Regions from separate parts of the Columba livia genome. Here region 2 is linked to region 1. Evidence: chromatin contacts called from public Hi-C data. All regions are on one chromosome and are shown on one strand. Each heading gives the region's core, a stretch centred on a gene start, on an enhancer-like site or on the middle of the called end of the contact. The rest is flanking DNA. Distances are from core to core; before and after follow the strand shown. Region 1 holds the start of LOC135575447 (protocadherin alpha-2-like). Region 2 holds the start of LOC102083730 (protocadherin beta-16-like).

The links. Hi-C and Micro-C count contacts between places; a contact is called where the count stands out from the background.
Region 2: a Hi-C map of crop shows a contact between it and region 1, with 2.1 times the contacts expected there. The contact joins the promoter of LOC102083730 here to the promoter of LOC135575447 in region 1. A contact is called at or near these places in 2 of 2 Hi-C or Micro-C datasets (crop and liver).

The regions. Positions count from the first base shown.
Region 1 is chr14:17,460,310-17,463,009 of bColLiv1.pat.W.v2, reverse strand. LOC135575447 (protocadherin alpha-2-like) reads right to left here and starts at 1,377. Exons shown (of 1, transcript XM_065030248.1): 1 at 1-1,377. It overlaps LOC102096854 (protocadherin alpha-6-like), which reads right to left. Exons shown (of 1, transcript XM_065030074.1): 1 at 1,248-2,700. The coding sequence ends at 1,248.
Region 2 is chr14:17,685,165-17,687,864 of bColLiv1.pat.W.v2, reverse strand. LOC102083730 (protocadherin beta-16-like) reads right to left here and starts at 1,407. Exons shown (of 2, transcript XM_065030252.1): 1 at 1-1,407.

The DNA of each region.
Region 1 (2,700 bases), core at 128-2,627:
ATGTAGCAGACTTGGGAGCAATACTCTTTCCAAAGGTGATGTCAGGATAGCTCTAAATAGCAATGGGCATTGATTTCATGCAGTGAGAGAATAATCCAAACGTTGAGAAGCACAGAATGATAATAGATTACACGAACTGTGTAGGACAATCTGATCTGGGATTTTTGGGGAGGTGTAGATCTTCAGTACTGGATTTTCTGTTGTTGCTTTGTCTATCTTTTCAGAAAAGATTTTCTGAGCTTTTCAAATGGTGTGGCCATTGATACAAATATTGAACAAACGCCAAAACAGGCCAATGTACTTCACGCTACTTCCCTGGTCAGGAACATAAATCCACAACTTAGGGGATAGGGTGAACAGAACAAAAATTCCCTTTTTCTAACACTTACCATGGGCCACACTCTTCTACCTGAACACTTTGTGCTAATAAGAAGAGTAACAACATAGTTGGAAAAAACACCACAGAACAAAGCTTCTTCCCTACTTCCTTCATGACTCTGCTGAGAGAACCAAAATGGACATTTTTTTCTCTTTACACCTCTAATGGCAATGAGCTTTGAATTCATGATGTGAGAGAACAACTCAAATGCTGATGAGAACATCAACGCAGCAACTGATATCTACTGTGCAGGGTGAATTTGATTGGGTTTTTTGTTGCTGAAATGAGAAACTCCCAGGATTTGTAAGAGTATGGTTGCTGATACAAATATTCAAACGGCATCAAAAAAGACCACAGCCCATCACACCACCTGTCCAGCCAGGAACACAAAGCTCACAAAATGTGCAGAGAAAAGGGAAGGAAAAACGAAGAAGAAAGAAAAAGCAAATGCCACTTCCTAATATCTACCTTGGGTTTTGTTCCTCTGCCTCAGCACTTTATGCTTCTAACTACTGTAACAACAGTGGCTAACAGAAAACAAGAAAAGTCCCTCTTGTCTGCGTAGTCAGCAAGAGTGATAAAGCTGTAAATAGTGCCTGAAGGACTGTCACCACGACAGACTGAGTGACTTGCACTCTGTCAGCAGCTCCGGTGGAGATGCTACACACCAGCAAGCAAAGAGCCTCTCGAAAGCTCATAGCGTGGAACCTCTAATCGCAATCCGCAGTGATCTTTTTCGACGACCAAACGTTGCAGAATGTAACTGCTGCTAGATGCGGCAACACCTTTCTTTAGTTCTCCTCCACAGCAAGAGTCAAGAGGTCCCGGCAAGGACGCCAAGAATGAAGCAAAGGTCCCGTTCACATTCTTAAGCACCGCCAAGCGCCAACGGATACCAGGAGCTCAGCCCGACTCCCACCAATGCCCAGGGACCGGGAGAGATAATACACAGGTGGGGAGAGCGGGGAAGAGATGTCGGGGAAGGGGCAACAGTTGAAGAGAGAGAGCCACTGACCGTGTCCAGGAGAGCGGGAGGCTCCGGCTGCGTCTCCTTCGCCGCGGGGCCGGGCGGCGGCGGAAAGTTGGGGCTGAAAACCATCAGGTCGCTCTTGCCCGCGCCGTCCGCCACGCACAGGCTCCGGCTCTGGCGCTGCGAGTACGACCAGCTCCCCACTTCGCTGGCGCACACCAGCGTCGCCGGCCCGGGCCCCGACAGCACGCCCGCCCGCGGCGCCCACCGCGACGCCCCGTACAGCACCACCGCCAGCAGGAACAGGCTCGACACCGCGCAGATGGCCACCACCAGCCACACGTTCGTCGACGCCGCCGCTCCTGTCGCTGCCGCGCCACCCTCCGCCGGACGCAGTCCCGCACGAAGCACCGCCCCTGATGACGACGACGAGCCCGCGGCCGCCAGCGCCGCCTCGGTGCCCTCCACCAGCGACACGCTCAGCGTGGCCGTGGCCGAGCGCGCCGGCTCCCCGTGGTCCCGCACCACGATCACCAGCCTCTGCCGCGGGCCGTCCGCCTCCTCCAGCGCCCGCGCCGTGCTCACCTCGCCGCTGTACAGCCCCACGCGGAACGGGCCCTTCCCCCGCGGCTCCCACAGCTCGTAGCGCAGCCACGCGTTGTAGCCCGAGTCCGCGTCCACCGCGCGGATCTTCGCCACCACCTGCCCCGCCGGCGCCCCCCACGATGCCCACGCCCACAGCTCCCCCGAGACCGAGTCTGGTCCCGACGCTGACTCGCCCGACACCCCGGGCACCGGCCCGCCGCTTCCAGCCGGCAGCAGCGCCGGTGCGTTGTCATTCTCATCCACCACGAACAGCTGCACCGTGGCGTTGCCGCACAGCGGCGGCTCCCCCGCGTCCACCGCCCGCACCTCGAACTGCAGCACCTGCACCTCCTCGTAGTCCAACGGCTGCAGCGCCCACAGACGCCCGCTCTCCGCGTCCACCGACACGTAGCTCGACGCCGGACGCCACCCCCCGCCCGCCGACGCGACACCGCCCACGCCGCCCTCCCACACCGAGTACCGCACGCGCCCGTTGTCCGCCTCATCCGGGTCCCGCGCCCACAGACGCGCCAGCTCCGCGCCCGCCGCGTTGTTCTCCCGCGCCAGCACCGTGTACACGGCCTGCGCGAACGCCGGCGCGTTGTCGTTCACGTCCGACACCGGCACCCGCACCCCGCGACGGCCGCGCAGCGACGGCGACCCGCCGTCCTCCGCCCACACCTCCACCTCGTACTCCGACACCCGCTCCCGGTCCAGCGCCTCCCGCAGCACCAGCGAGTACGACCCCGCGAACGTCGACACCAGC
Region 2 (2,700 bases), core at 158-2,657, 220 kb before region 1:
TTTTGGAGTTTGCTACATTACTCTGCACTGTCCATCCCTAACCGAAGCCAAAAGGTACAGTGTAAATGCTCTCCTAGCCTAGAAGCAGGGTCCCTCCCCGCATACAAAGCGCTGCTCTGGGTGTCATTGTCCAGCTCTCCATACCCAGCTCCTGATTTTCCTCTGTGTTGTGAAGGCAGTGCAAGATCTGCCACTTCCACAGGATCCATGGCGGGATTTTCCTTCTCTTCCCCACTTGTTAAGGAGAGTGAGCAAGCGGGACGGGTTAGAGAAGCACCGCTATTGAGTATGAGAGCTGATGCCAGGGAAAGTTCCCGAAATCAAATGCTTCATCTTCATCTAGGTCACCATCACCCTAGATCACAACGCTGTTCTAGGACACATCATCCTAATGCTGTTTTCTTCACATTATGTATCACACCTCCCTCAAAGGACAAACAACTTGAATGCTTGTCTGTATGAAAAGAGTTTTTCTCCTTAACTGACACGAGTATCTTCCCCTGCCGCCTGCTGACCCTTGCACCCATTATAAGGTATAAACGTTCGCAAAACATGTACACGAACATCGAAATGCTGCAACCTGTATTGAGGTTTTGGAGGTCCTTTCTCCTCTGATGTTACCACACGGGTTCAGAAACACTTTAAAGGTCCCTGTGCTTAGAGGTCAAAACCGAACTCCACTACCTGTGTATGGATATACGGCCAATAGCTGTTAAATACAAAAGACAAGGAAACAAACAGGACACCTCGTAAGTTAAACCCCCAGATACACGGATGTTAATGAGCAGGAGATAATGGAGACGATTTCAAAGACCAGGGATCTAACGACACCGATCGACGGGTGATTAAAGGAACGATTCAAGTGTAAAGTCCAAGAGTTTCAACCAGAAGCTTTGTAAACGATAAGGGGAGGAAAACATAATTGATTCACAAAAAGACGCAAAAAGAGCAAACTGATAACGAGATGTTTGAAGGGGGTTCTAGGAATATGCAAATCTTATTAAGGGATGATTAGAGGCAGGAGCAAACTCGGTAAAAGGGGCAAGTCAAAATACGCTTCCACTACTTACTGTTGGTTCAAGCAATTGTAATTCAGCTTTTACTATAAAAGAAACCACACTATTTTTTAATACAGAAAGTATCCTAACCTCCATGTTTTGACACCTTTCCTTTAATTTCCTGGATGTTTCCCCCTTATTTTTGTTTGCTAAAAGAGCTGACACTGTGGAACAATACTAACCAGGTGAAGTACTAGAAATTCGCTGATGCCTGCGTTTGTTTTAAAATAAAGAACTTTCTGACCGTATCAGTAGGAGAATGTAATAAATAGGGTTGACTTTAGGATTCCCCAGAATTTTACCTACTAGAGGACTTTGCACAGATGCAGCCATTTATGGTAATATCTTCTTACGACCCTTTGACTTGGAAGTGTGATAGAATCAAAAAGGCCAACTTACATCAAAGGCCAAGTCAGCTCTTTCTTCCTTTTTTCACTTCCAGGGACGTGTCCCTCTTTCGAGTTGTTGTCATTATTGCCAACACAGAAGCTTGGTGTAAAGCCAACCATAGGCCAAGTACAGCAGTAGATGTGTTGAGAACGTGGCTTCTCTCCTCATTTGTGCCATGCAGAAATTAGTGACACCTGGATGGCATTTGTTATGTTCTCCTCCCAGTGCTCCTGCTCAGCTCTTGCCATCTCCGAGAGAGGAAGGAGGATTTGCTTCTCCATAACCTAATCTTTAACACCACTGCTCAGCAGGGAACAGCCACAAGCTGAGAAGAGCTTCCAAAGTCACTTCCCACCTTGACTGCAGTAACTCGGTAATTGTTGCTTCCTTTATTTCAGAAGGGAAGTGGTATCCTTCAGCTTCAGATGTGAAAAGGTGTAAGAGGAACAGTGATCCTTAACGGAGCGCTTGGCTGTCATAGTAGCTTCGCACATCAGAAGACGCTGCTCTTAGAGTGAAACTCCTACCCTTCCGGATTTTAGAGAAATGAAAATAAAGAAAGTCACTTACCGTGTACCACTGGATAGCTAATGCTGGTGTTTTCTGTCGGATCACACCACTAAAATGGACGTATATGAACAGAAAAAATAAGATACATACTGCCAGATGAAGGCACACTATGTTTTAAGACAGACTAAGGAACTATAGCCGTAATAAGAATGTAATTTGCATAAATGTGTCAGGGAATTCACTTATTTCCTTGAGCACACAGTGATTTTGGAGGCTTCCTCGTTTTTTATTTAGTGATGATGTCTTTATCCTAAGAAGGTAGATTAAAATGACTGAAAACCGGTTCTCTTCATTGAGATTGACATCTTAATGCTAGAAAAGAGCTACAGCAACATACTCTGCTCAGTTTCTGGTGTGTCCCCGAGTTTCAAAAAACAAGATTCTGCCCAGATTTCTGTAGCCTGAGCAATTTCCGTTTCCAAAATCCACTTCTTGGTCTTCCAGCTGGGAATTCGGATCCACCGAGTGAAAACTCAGAGTGTCCACGCCGGGTTTTGTTCCCCCCTCCCTGGATAAAGGTTTCTTCCCCACCCTTGGAGTCACTGCCCATCCATCCACAGCAAGCCCTGAGGAAGACATGGCTTGGGAGGAGGAGTTGCCTGCATATCAAAAGCACAGACGCTTCCCTCAGTCCCTGTGGTTCCCAGCCAGCTGCCAGAACGGATTACTTCTCTCTCCTCCA